2 separate regions of the Larimichthys crocea genome follow, and region 2 is linked to region 1. The links are chromatin contacts, called in public Hi-C maps. All regions are on one chromosome and are shown on one strand. Each heading gives the region's core, a stretch centred on a gene start, on an enhancer-like site or on the middle of the called end of the contact. The rest is flanking DNA. Distances are from core to core; before and after follow the strand shown. Region 1 holds the start of rdh10a (retinol dehydrogenase 10a). Region 2 holds the start of gdap1 (ganglioside induced differentiation associated protein 1).

Evidence for each region. A called contact is a pair of places that touch in the nucleus more often than the background predicts.
Region 2: a Hi-C map of muscle shows a contact between it and region 1, with 2.1 times the contacts expected there. The contact joins the promoter of gdap1 here to the promoter of rdh10a in region 1. A contact is called at or near these places in 2 of 7 Hi-C or Micro-C datasets (both in muscle).

What each region holds. Positions count from the first base shown.
Region 1 is chrXXIII:11,604,709-11,611,730 of L_crocea_2.0, forward strand. It overlaps rdh10a (retinol dehydrogenase 10a), which reads left to right and starts at 1,314. Exons shown (of 6, transcript XM_027274310.1): 1 at 1,314-1,928; 2 at 2,310-2,545. The coding sequence starts at 1,643.
Region 2 is chrXXIII:11,753,633-11,760,699 of L_crocea_2.0, forward strand. It overlaps gdap1 (ganglioside induced differentiation associated protein 1), which reads left to right and starts at 3,513. Exons shown (of 6, transcript XM_010733760.3): 1 at 3,513-3,715; 2 at 4,593-4,785; 3 at 5,302-5,475; 4 at 5,873-5,967; 5 at 6,403-6,517; 6 at 6,724-7,067. The coding sequence starts at 3,557. It overlaps jph1a (junctophilin 1a), which reads right to left and starts at 2,279. Exons shown (of 7, transcript XM_019260777.2): 1 at 2,100-2,279; 2 at 1,481-1,980. The coding sequence starts at 1,859.

The sequences.
Region 1 (7,022 bases), core at 64-2,563:
GGCCACTAGTAACTTTGCAGTCAATGTTTAATTCAAAACACAGATCTGTTGATAGATGCGCGTTTAATTTGTTTCAAATGTGAGGGCCAAGTAGTATTTCTATTTTGGGCTGCTTTGAAGTTTTCTTTTCTTTTCGTTGCAACTTTTTATATACATATTTTTAGATGCAAAATTAATATTTTGCATTTAAAAAAACACACACGGACTTATAGACCTAAATAGCACAGTGACCTACAGTTTAATTAAAATTTAAAAAACAATACAATCATTCATTTAATTACCTAACTCAACTTACCCATACAAGTTATTGCTCTTTCATAATTAGTATTGCTAGTTCTGCTTTTTATATTGTTGTTAATACCTTAAATAGCTTAGAATAGAATACAATATTAACATTTTGGCATTAACACTCTAATTCTTCCACCCGTGGTTTGGACACGGGACACGCCCACCACCACACATGATAAAGGCTGCTGCAGGACGTTACACAACGTCGTCAGCCAGCGCTATAAAGGGGGGTAATGTTGGAAACCGGTGAAAAACGCATTGCACCCTACACTCACCCCCAGGTGCGCCTTTTGTCCTACACCATCAAAATCACCTTCATGTAAAACCACATGGATTAGTATGTGGTCCAGTCCTTTTTCCAGTCATCTTATCTTTCCACTTTCACAATGAAAAGCTCGTACTGAATCATTGCCAGTAAATTGCTGTGGCATGTGTCAGACTGGTGACAGCTTGAAATCAACCCCCCAAAATAGCTCAAATGACATATTTTGGATATTTGAATGAATAATAGTGGTTTCGCTTTGTATGGGCGGACATTGACCTGGATTTGTAAAAATAAAATATGGCCTGATCTCTGGCTGAAAACTGTATTTGTGTTGTAAAATCCCAATCATAATCCAAAAAAAAACTGTATTTGTGTTGTAAAATCCCAATCATAATCCAAAAAATATATTAAAAACAAGATCTTGTGATATTAATCAGTGGGATAGTTTATTTTTATTTGTCCTAAAACCATATTTTTTATATATAAGTTTGTTTTAAATGTAATAAAACTCCAAATAGAGAGAAAAAAAAATGCAGTGGTTTCCAAGGGTGTGAATGCTATTCTGTGATCTTTCTTTGTGATACTGAATTTGAGGTAGAAAGAAAAAAAAAACCCGCAACAGATGAGTGTTAGTTGAAATCTTTGAGGTTACATCACCTCTCTGAGTGTAGTGTATGGACCCGGCGCTTCATTCTGACAGGCGCTCAAGTCTCAGTCCTATTGGGTCCAGCGTTGATGGGTGGATTGAATAAATAGCGAGTGAGACGCGAGTAAGGGTGTGAGATGAGTGGAGGAGCAGCAGAGGAAGTAGGAGGCACACACACAGTTCGTAGTAGCTGCTCATAACTTACCGCAACAGTAGTGGCAACTGGACTCTGACCGAGCAGCACCTGAACTCTCTTTTTACGCACACAAGTTGCGGTAGCTGCTTGCGCTTTAGTATTTTTTTCTCACCACTTTTACGCGCGGTGTTTTTGAGCGTTTTTCTTACCCCCCTGCCTTGCAACTGTGCAACCAAGTTTGTCGGCGTGACCCTACCTATCTTTTCCCCTTCCTTTCGCTACTTGTTTTTGAATTATCCGGCCAAAGATGATGATTATCATCGCGGAGTTTTTCGTGGTTATTTTAAAAGTGCTCTGGGCATTTGTGACTGCCGGGGCTAAATGGGTTGTGCGGCCCAAGGAGAAGAGCGTGGCGGGACAGGTGTGCGTGATCACCGGGGCTGGAAGCGGCCTCGGGCGGCTCTTTGCCAAGGAGTTCGCCCGGAGACGAGCGATACTGGTGTTATGGGACATAAACAGCCAAAGCAACGAGGAAACCGCGGAGATGGTGCGGCAGATATACCATGAATTGGACACTCCCATAACCAAAGACGGTAAGTCTGCTTTATTTGCAGCAATTAAGATGTTATCTGTTTTTTACGCATGGACAATCTGTTGTTTGTAATCTGTGTTTTCTTAAGTGTTAGGTAATTATATTTCAAAGATACTAGATACAGTGTTATCGCATGCTGTGTGGAAATGTTTCACGCAAGATACGTGGACATGGTTGCAGCGTCTCACAGGCATCAGATCTTTAAACATGACTGACTTGCTTCTTCAGATGGTCTCTTAACATTAGTTTTTTTGAAATCCATGATCAACCTTGACTACTTAATTCATATGTCGGTTCCAGCTTACTCAACAAAGTTTTTCACTGATCACTTTAGTCATCTTATTTCCATCTCCCCCCCCCCCCCCCCCCCCCCCCCCTACAGGACCTGTTGGAGGGGTAGAGGAGGTCCCTCCTTTCCAGCCGCAGGTCTACACCTATGTGTGTGATGTGGGAAAGCGTGAGAGTGTGTATTCCACGGCTGAGAAGGTCCGCAGAGAGGTGGGAGAGGTAGACATACTGATCAACAACGCCGGCGTCGTCTCTGGCCATCACCTCCTGGAGTGTCCCGATGAGCTGATCGAGCGCACCATGGTGGTCAACTGTCATGCACACTTTTGGGTGAGTTGATGCACAGACAATGAAGCATGTGAAAATATGTAATTTGTGTTGTGTGTGTATATTTAGACCTATAGTATGATGGTTTGATCTCGCTGCCTCGGTTTCCATGAGCACAGTATTATCAAATGTGTTTACTGTGATGCTATGTTCACAGGAATGTTTGCAGCCTGACTTGCATGCCTATTCATAATCTTATCCGTCTGTGTGCCAAGAATCAAAGGTGTGTGTGTGTGTGTGAGTGTATGTATGTGTGTCTCTGGGACTGAAAAAAGTGTGACCATAAATAGTTCCCTGGCATGTTCAAATTTCAGCTCCACTTAGTTTAATTCTGCCAGAGGAGAGTCACGGGTTTGGCTTTGTAAATCCTGCCTTTGCTGCTCTCTGGCAGCCCCGATCAGTGATGATCCACATGGTATGTCAGCCCTTCCCTCTCCTCTCCTCTCCTCTCCATTCCTCTCCTCTCTGCAGCGCAGATCTGCACAAATCTGACTTGCGTGATTGAAGTGGGGGGGGTTCTGTACGTGGGTTGGATCTGTGTTGGATCAGCTCGCCACATTTTGTTGGCAGGCAGTGATTTGTTGTGTATCAGATTTTACTCTGGCTCCGTTCCTCCGGCCTTTTCAGTGTGAATACTTATCTGAAAGGCTACGTGGACTTGATGGAGTGAATATGTTGTACTTAAGATAAGCATAAGCTGCAGTGTGGAACAGGCCAGGTTCTATCACAGCTTTATTTCATGTGCTTGTGTGTGTTTTTGGGGGGCGTGGAAAGCAGCTGGCAATTAGAAATCCATTGAAGAGTAACCTTACTGATGAGATTTAGAGTTAAGTGTGTAGCATTTAAGCTCCTCTTCTAAATTGCCAAATAGACCACTAATGAGAATTGATTGCATACAGTTGGCCACCTGTGTGGGACAGTTGTAGTGATTGTGCACAAATTGGTTTATAGGCCTGCTGTGGAGTATTTAGCAAAGATTCAGATTGTGTCCTTTTGCCTGTTGGCATGGCTCTAAATTGACTATTTCATCTTTGATTGCATTTGCCACGATATATTGAGCAATGGGTCTAGTGAAGCGCATGATGCTCATTTTGAGATTTTTGGCTGCAGACTCTTCTTTTGACAGAGAACCGCATTCTCAGTGATACCATGAAACCACAGTGATTGTGAAGCTCCCTAATTGAGCATGAAAATCTCTTGTGTTGTCAGTCAGGCAGGTTGTGTATTTCCTCTTTTAATGGCTGCTCCATTCAACTATTCATGGGGCTCTCTGCTGGCCATCACCACTTATTTTTTTTTATTTTTATTTTTTAACATCCAGGATTTGAAGTCAGGATCCAGTGGTTGGGTGGCAGATTTGGGTTTTTTTTTTTTAATAGGGGCCTGTGTTTGTTCTCCCATATTCTGTGCAGAGCGTGGTTTCTTTAGGGGTGGGGGGGCAGATGAAAGAGGAACTTAATGAATGGCGACAGCCAGAATGGAGGATGTGGTTCATTAAAGACACAAGCTAGATGAATAGAGCTTAGACTAACAGGGACCTGTCCACTTTCCTTTCTTACACAAACACGGTACAGTTACTCATTGCATGCAGTATGGAGAATTACACAAACCTTTGATTTATTTTCCCCCCTTTTTTTTTGATCAACCGGTTTATAAAACGAATTAATTATTAATAATTGTGCTTCATGACTGAAGTAATACTAGTTTAGAGCCTTGTCATACCAAGTAGATATTAAATGAATATTTGTGTTCATGCTGACACAAAAGGAAATTACAAAAGGGGTTTGACTTTCTTGAAAACAATAAGTAAGAAATCAAAGTGTCATTTTAATTAATGTTTATTTGCTCCATCATTGTCCATGTTTTTTAGGCTACAGCAATGGACATTAACATTCTGGGATGCATTCTTCGTGAGGTGTGTTCATCTTATTCAGCCTGTCAAGCGTCACTATTTGGCAAAACTTGATTACTCAGGGCCACTCAGGGAGGTATCAGGAAAAATCCCCAATACTTGTCCACCTCCCTGCATTAATCCCAGCCAGTCACTGAAATTACAACAGTTTCTCAAGAGCAACATGACAGCAGGTTCAAAGCTTTCCCTACATCTAAAATACACCAGAGTGTAAAATAAGCACAGACAAAGACTGCCAAGTTTAGATGAAAAAAAGATGATTTTTTATTTTGTCTCATTTGTTGGACAGCGTAGTGGGAATAAGGCAGGGATGGAGACATGAACAGGAAGCGGATGGTAATCATAGTGTGTGTGTTTGTGTGTGTGTCTGCCAGACTGGCCCGGCTCAGACCCCACACTTCTTCTGTCCTCCTTCCACAGGCCCCTCTGACTCCTCCCAACCTGATTTGGAGGCAGTGGGTGCAGCTGCATGGCAGCCATGGAGGCCAGCTCTGTTCATCCGGCTCTGCCACACATACACACACTTTAGCGCGTGCACACACTCACACATGGACAAACTGCTATGATTCAGTCCCTTGCTGTCTTTCGGTTTTTATGAAGCACGGGACCATAACATTTAATTTGTTTGATGATGCTTTGATTAGTCCAGCTGGCGTTTTGTGATGTTTAGGCCTTTAGTCATGCCGGGATGGGAAATGTGCAGTCATTTCAGTAAGTGTCACCAGTTTATGTTTCAGGATTAGTGTGTGTCTAGTGGAATGACATGAAAGGAAATCATCCTCAGCATCTTGAGCTGGTTATCCAACAGGTGGTTTATGAACAATAAGCAGTTTCTCCTCCTCCTGGAAATTGTACCTCTCTCTCGTGCGACTACATGAAAGCACAGAGCGCTCGACAGTGACATGGCGGGAAAAGAGCAGAGGAAAGAAAAGAGGAAGGAAGGCACTGCCTTCCCATCCACTGGCGAGGCGAGAGGGTAATGGTAAGCTGCTGCTGACCCACTTTATCTGACAATTGGTTTCTTGTCTGTGGATCAGCTTGACAAGATGCCAGGCGACAGGAGCCAAGTTCCGCAGGCCGCATTCCTGCTGTATCCAGAGAAAGGAGGCAGCCAGGCAGAAGGGTCCTACTTGACTGGTTTTATATGGGCCCCTCCTTAGGCCTGGTGCACCTGTACCCCCTCACTGGAGTTAGCCACAACTACTCCCATGTTGGGTGTCTCCCTGAACATGTACCTGTTCGCAAGGGAGGGGATTAGGGCTGCAACTAACAACAATTTCAATCTATTAATCTGCCAATTTATATCGGGACAAATGCCCATTTATAATTATAATGTGTCTTCAAACGTTCTGGTTTAGCTGACCAACAGTCCAAAAACCCAAAGATGGTCAGTTTGCTATCATGTGACGAAGAACAGCATTCAATCCTCATTTGAGTGGCTGGAACCAAAGAATGTTTGGCACCTTTGCTTGAGATAGATCAATTCTTAAGGTAGATTAAACAGACAAAAACGACAAATGGACTGAAGTGACTATAAGTAATGACACAGGCTTTAGTTAGTTTAGTTTCTTGTGGTAAAACAGTCTAATTGCCGTGGTATGATTACCCAAGAGTGAAAAATACTAGTCTATGATGTACACACAGACACCAAGAATTTAGTTTTTGTGTCACACATTGAATCCTGGGATTCTTTGTGTTTATACTGCATTGACACTACATCCCCTCTGGCCTATTGATGCAGTTGCTTTCCAGGTAAACTAGATTCCATTAGTACAACCAGCATTGGGTTTGAGGTTTAATCAACTGTAACAGAGGCTTACTGACCAGCAAGGTCACCACAACATGACCAATCTGCATCCATCATCCCTGATGACCAGTAAACACAACCCACTCAAATTCCCAGATCTGTTGTAGGATCAGAAGAGCTCATGCGTTTTTTTTTTTTTTTTTTCTCTCTCTCTCTCCTTCATTCTCTCATCCGGGGAGAAGTCAGTCCAATTAAATGGCCATCTGGTCCTACACTAAGGCCAATATTTTGTTCATATTGCTGTTGGTCAGGCGCTTGCACTAATGCAGTCTGACACCCCAGCTGCAAGAAGCTTTGTGTGGCTTAAATGTTCCTGGGGGCACGCACCAATTAGGGGTTGCAGCGGGCAAGGCATCCCCACATAGGCCAAGGAGGCCCGACTGTGTCAGCGGGTAATTTAGCGGAACAAGGGAGCGTTGAGACCCAATTACGGCAGCTCTGATGTAAGACACGAGCCCCTGGTTGCCTTCACACATTTTGTGTCTGAGAGGTCAGCGGGGGTCATACCCACATGCCAGAGCTGCCATGAGAAGCAGGACATTGCACAAGGGTGGGAGAGAGACGGGACGTTTGTTCACGTTTAGCTCCGTCCTTCAGCTGAAGGAATGGGCCTTTCCTCCCATCAGTTCCAGTTCTTTTCAGACCACTCAGCAAAATTGTCCAGTTGTATCTGAGTGTTGGCTTTAGTCTGAGAATATTGTGCCAGATCAAGTCATTCCCCGCTCTCTGAAAGTTGCTGTGGGAGTGGGAAACTTTGGCTC
Region 2 (7,067 bases), core at 2,263-4,762, 150 kb after region 1:
TGATACTGAGGATCACTTGGGATAAATGTGAATCACTCAGCTAGGAGCCTATTTTCAGGCAGCCACTAACTCCCCCACTGACAGTAGGCACATTCACCACCATCCGTTTGTCTCTGACGGCAGGGAATTGCTATGAGTCACATAATGAGAGGAATACTTCATTAATCCCATTTGGTGCTGCTGAGCCCAGTGAGCATGTGCTGGCCTACTGTAGCTTCTTCAGAGCATCATATTACAATCCTGATCCTCAATAATAAGAAAGGCTTTTTGATCTAGTACCTGGATCTCATTGACCAAAACAACGAAGTAAGCCATAATAGTCAGATTCTAACAGAAAATGATATACTAGCCCAGGCAGGAGTTTAGATGGATAAACGGCATGAGATTAACAGGCTGGCTCTGCGCTACAGTTCAAATCGGTCACCCTGCAGATCAAGTTATCAGGATGTTGCAGGGTCAGACGGGCCAGATGTTCTGTAGATCCTCTAGGATCAGCTGATTTCCAAAGTCCAGCCCTCTCTAACCATCATATGTGAGGCATTTACTCTGCACCATAAGGCTTCCGTTAGTCGATACGATGCTCACAAATCACCCGTGACTTGGATTGTTTTATAATCAGAGAGGACTGTCTGTAACAAGCCTGCTACACTGCCTACAAGCAACTGTGTTTGCAGACCGCTCAAGATGTTTCCTCCCTGATCACACAAGTCTCTAGACAATCTGTGAACACGCCACTGATTAGTGAGGTCATGTGGGGTGTGTATAAAATAACTGAATCCATAGATGACATATGATGACAGATGTGTGTTAAATACAATTTTAAATCTTCACAACTTTTCACTGAAATTGCACATGTTTTGCAGTTGTTTCTTTAGAAATGGGTTCCAATGTCTTGGCATGCTGTACACACTTGCATAATGACTCGACTTCCTCAAGAAATGTGATTAAACGAGTTCATTTTAATTGGAGAGGTTGGCATTTATGCAGGAGATACACTCTTGAAGAGGTGTGTTACCGCAGTGAAGGTTCAAATGTGAAAATGACAGGAGTGGGTGATAGTCTGGCTATAATTGGCTCCAAACACACTGATTTGCTGTGATTTCCAAACTCCTTCTTGAGCTGGCAACAGGACTCACTCTCCTCCCACTGTCATATGAGGAGCAACCGGTAGTTGCCAAATGAGTTGAAATAAGAGAGGAACCATTATGTTAAACTGCAGCAAGTTAACATTGCCGGGATGATAAGACATAGTTTTTTTAGGGGGTAAATGATGTTGCGCTTGACCACGGTGCGCAGTGCGCAATCTCAGCTTCAACTCAGATCATATCAGATGGAGATTCATGGACTGTTGTCTTTCCATTAGCCTCCCTCAGATGGACTCTGAGCATCCTCACAAACGCACAGAGTACATAACACATCATCAGTCACAGCCATTAAAGCGACACACACGCAAAACAAACACTGGACCATGGTTTCTTACCGCCATCGCCATAGGTTTCGATCCCATATCCATCCTGCAGCCCGTTGCTCCAGGTACCGTCGTATCTAGCAGGTGTGTTGTGGCTTTGCCGGACACCGTACCGACCCTTAAAACCGTGACTCCACTCTCCGCGGTACATCCACTTTCCTTTATTCTCCACGCCGAGCCCATGCCGCTTCCCCTGGGACCAGTAGCCCTTATAAGTATTCCCGCTGGGCCAGGTGTACACCCCTACTATCTCAAAGCCGTGCGACCAGGACCCGGCGTACTCGCCCTGGCCCTTGGGTCCGGTGCAGATGCCGTGTCCGTGGGCTTTGCCATCCTCCCACCCCCCGCAGTAAGTGCCACCGTCGTCGAAGTCAAACCTTCCGCCCGTCATTCAGATATAGGCTGGAAATAAAGCAGATCGTGCGCTGCTGCAGACTCAGGCGTCTCCAGGACCGAGGTTTGGGGATCCAGGACCGGTGGTGAGATGAAAGGATGAGCCAACAAGATGATGACTAAAGGTGCAAAAAATAGGAGGGTGAGGATAGAGGATGGTACTTCCAGACACTGACATGCAATACAAAAGGCATGCGTAACGCTAAGTGTAAAGGTATGAATGGTGGGCGTCATTTACCGGAGGCGCACGCCGGGTTCTCCGTTGTATGTTGCTCGTCTCCCCCCTCTCACCCACTGATCACAGAGGGAGAGAGAGGCGTCGAGTCCCTGCTGAGGAAAGACACTGGGCCAATCGCAACGTCACACCACAGGGACCTCCCACTCTCCTCTCTCTCTCCCCCCCCTCAGTGAAGCGCGTTACCCCCCAAAATAAGGTGCTTGTATATCTTTGCCAAAGCGCTCTATACATCTGACAGACACGCCTCACGTTACAGGTGTGAATGATACATAAGGAATAATGACAGTGAGTTTATTACTTATTATAGTTTGTTTATAAATCACATAATATTATTCCTATGGCTTATATTTGTGAGGTGATAATGTATACCAGGAAACTATAAATACAGCTATACCTATTTAGATTTAGAGATCAGATTTGTGCAGCATGCAGTATCACTAATACTCATATCAAGTTCATGTTGTGTTCAGTACATTATTGTTTGAATGTATTTTCTAAGCCTATAAGTTGTAGATTTTGTTATATATTCTACTATAGAATATCTTATCTTATGAAATGTCTTTGTGTCTCATAGTATTGTGTTATTACTGCTATGAGAGCTAAATAAACCGTTTTTATTTTTGCAAAATGTGTTGTAGCAAAGGCCATTTTGACTTCAAAATGACTCCATAAGAGTCAGCACATTAGTCATCAGCCTACTTTAGTCAGTGCTTCATGTCAGCCTCTCTCTAAAACCTACAGAAAATGAATTTCAAATGATTCAATTAGTGAAAGCAAGTATCAGCAGTGTGGCCACTGTTTGGATCAGGGCTGACCACAGAGCAGTTTGTGTAACTCACACATTTAATGGATAGATAACAGCGACCTCTTCTGTCCAAATGCACTCATTGTACAGCTGTGATACTAGGTAGCTCAACGCTTATTTGTTGGATAGTCTTAAATTATGAACTTTTAAACTAACTTGCAGACTTACAAACTTAATTAATAAAGCACGTTTAGACTTATGGGTAACATGGTTAGGACTACAACACCGAGCTTTTAAGTCCTGGTCATCCTTCCTTTGACTTTTTTATCCCCTGTGCTTATTCATCTTATAGGTTTGTTTTATTGTTGTAGTTTTTAAGTTTGTTCATTTGTTTTTTAATTTTTGTACAATTGTTCTTAAACTTTTCTTTTTTTAGGTTTTTGGTTTTCTTACTGGCTTTTATTTATTATAACATTTTAATAATTCAACTATTCACTGTTGTCTATCTTTATTATTTTGCCCTGTGAAGCACAGAAACGTGCTATACAAATAAATTAGGAACTATCATTATTATATTTATTTTTTAAGAGTTTGTACCTCTATGAAATGAAGAGGATAAATGTTCCACTCCGTGCCAGTAGGAGGTGTATTTTGTCTGCTGTGATATTATGTGCTGTCCTCACTTGTCCCCTAAAAAACACTAACAGATAAAATGGCGTCCGAAAACAGCTCTGTATCCCAAGATGAGAAAACAGCTCTTATAGAGACAGACTCGGAACAAGATGTGCAGCAGCAGTGTGATACAGTTGCCAAACTGTGCGAGTCAAAGTTAACGCTGTATCACTGGACGCAGTCGTTCAACTCTCAGAAGGTGAGTGTCTTTACGATTCAGCACCACGGCGCAGTGGACAGCTCCCCGTCACATGTCGAGTCAGATGTTTCTGAAATGTTGTCAGAAGATGTTCAGACATCCGAGTTATCTGTGGACACTGCCTTTATTCTGTGAAGCCCACCGACCAGACAATCTGTACTCGGTTGCAAAAATAATCTCTTGTGCAATCCAATGTGATCCAACACAACAACCCTGCCATCAAATCTGCTTTTACAAAGCTTATAATGTTTCAGTTTTTGTTTTTGACACTGTCAGAGAGATATTAATTTAACTGTTATGTTTACTGTTGAGGTTGTAGTTTGCAGTAGTGTTAAACTGGACTGCATTATATGTATGCAAAGGGGGTGGCCCAAATATTAGAAACACCTCTTGATATAATGCAGTCCAGGTTTAACACTACTGCAAACTCCAACCTAATTAGTAACCATGGTATTTAAATTAATACCTCTCAGACATTGTCAACAAAAATTATAAGCTCCATAAAAGTATAACTCACTGCAAAGGGGTTGGAGTGGATGGGACGGAAGAGGACTAAGGAAGGGGCGGGTGGACGGGACCTACTGGACAGTAGGCAGTATGTTAGGCGAGAGAATTATCGATAATATATTACTTTCGCTTCTCTAACATACAAACAGTATGTTAAAAATCTTGTAAAACACTAAATAGATGTTTTGTTCTTGTTCATATTTCTGTTAAAATTAAAATTACCTAAATATGTGGCAACATAACCAGACGTAGCCCATCTGTTTGTTTTTTTGTCATAATATGTGGTAAACATGAACTGAGAGGAACTATATCCTTAGATGGGATTAAGATTGATTTTGTTTTTTGCTACAAAATTTTTTTTGTTTTGCAGGTGCGTCTGGCCATAGCAGAGAAAGGTTTGCACTGTGAAGAATATGATGTGAGCCTACCGCTCAGTGAACACAACGAGCCCTGGTTCATGCGCCTTAATCCCACTGGTGAGGTGCCGGTCCTAGTCCACAATGACAACGTCATTTGTGATCCAACACAGATCATGGACTACTTGGAGCAAAATTTCAATGATGGTGAGACTGAAAAAAAAAGCTATGTTTAAACTATGTTTTGAAAAACATAAGATTGCATCTTATGCCCGCTATAGTTATCTACCTATCCATCCTATCCATCTTGCATGCATCCTATCAATTCAACTGTGGTCTTTGTTGAATTTAATTTTAAACTAAATGTCATTTTTTATTTGAATTTGTTGTACATTTTGTATTGTGCCTTTGTTTATTTTTCAACCATTCATCATTTTCTGTTAAATTTTCCATTTTCTGTTGGTTTGCACTGATCTTGTCCCATCCAGTCACCAAAAATCTGGTAAGCATGAACCTATTTAAGCTCATCCAAAGGTCTTAACTGCTCTCCTGTATTCTAAGCTAGCCTCGCTTGCTTGTAATGATCAAAACACTTCTCAGTTGTCTGTGGCAGAAGTCAATTTGATTCCTTTCTGTTCTATTTGGAGATAGAAAAAAAGTAGTACCTTTACATTCATACATGTGTTGCTTGCTCCGTCCTTTTCATGATTTGTTTGTCTCCAGAGGGCACTCCCAAGCTGATCCCTGAAGAGGGCAGTACATACTATCTCAGAGTGCAACACTACAGAGAGCTGCTGGACTCGCTGCAGATGGATGCCTACACCCATGGCTGCATCCTCCACCCTGAGATCACAGTGGACTCCCACATACCTGCATATGCTGCCACATGTATACGAAGTAAGACACACTTAGTGATGCACTCGAGTGTTTTTTTTTAAACAGGCACAACTACACATAATCTCCTCTATGCCAAGTACTAGATAAAACCCCTTGTTGCCAGGGGAACAGCCTTATATTTTCTAGGCATGCATTCAACAAATTGTTGGCAGCCTTCCACAAAGATCTCACTCAATCTGCTCAACCTACTCACATTTAAAGTTTTCTACTTAGTTGAACACCTTTAATTCTTGCCTGCATGCTTTATATCTATTGTTAAATGCCTGTTAATTAAAGGGAGATGTTGCATGAAAGGAAAGGTGTTTTCTGTACAATATTATGAATTTTCAGACCAAACTTTTGTTCTAATAATCACTGTATAATGTCTCTAACGTGACACTGTATTTCTGTGTGACAGCGCAGATTGGAAACACACAAACGGAGCTAAAGAAACTGGCAGAGCAGAACCCAGAGCTTAAAGATGCTTATATAGCAAAACAGCGGCGCTTGAAAGTAAGTAAAGTTAGCAGAGTGCCAAATAAACAAACCTGTAATTTATCGTTCTCTATTAAGCTGTGCTGCCCTAAAAGGCCAAAACATAGCAACATATGATACATATTTCTGGACTTTTTGGAGTCTGGTTTCCCATAATACTGAGTTACAGCTTTTTATATTGCTGTCCAGGCTGTAATAACTGGACTCGGCTTAGAGACTCTCTGGGCTCCTGAGTCCAAATGTAATACAGACACCTAGCAAAACAAAGGTTATATTTAATCCATAAAAATTATGATCTCTAAATCAAATGAAAATAAAGTTTATTTTCTTAAATTAACAGCTGAAAGAACACATTTGTCTATATATCCTAGTCGGTATGTGCGTTTTTGGGGGTATTATGAATAATAGGTATAATCAGTGTAGAAAAGTATTTATATAAAAATGTTTCTGTAGTCCAAGTTGTTTGACCATGACAACATGAAGTACCTGAAGAAGCTTCTGGATGAACTGGAGAGTGTGATGGACCAGGTCGAGACAGAGCTCCAGAGGAGGGTGGAAGAAACGCCTGGTAAGCGACCACAATAGCTTGTCACTTAGCAACCACTTTACTATTAACAGACACACAATAAAAGACACAATTACATTTTTATGACTGTAATAATGTCAACACATGTGCCAGCGTGACATCGAAGTTTTGATGGCAGCAACATTTTGAATGTCGTGTTATCTTTTTGTTACCTTACACTCTCTCTCTTTACCTTCTTGCACTCACAGAAGAAGGCAGTCAGTCCTGGCTTTGTGGTGATTTTTTCAGCATGGCTGATGTCTCTCTGGCAGTCACTTTACACCGCCTCAAGTTCCTCGGCCTCTCCCGCCGCTACTGGGGCAACGGTAACCGTGTGAACCTGGAAACATACTACGAGCGCGTGGTGGAGCGCCCGGCCTTTAGGAGAGTGCTGGGCCATGTCAACAACATCCTGATCTCCGCTGTCCTTCCTGTGGCGTTTCGTGTGGCCAGGAAGAACGCACCGGTGATTTTTGGCACCACTCTCTTAATAGGTGTTCTCGGAGGAGCTACATACCTTGCTTTTCTTTACATGAAGAAGAGGCTGACTCTC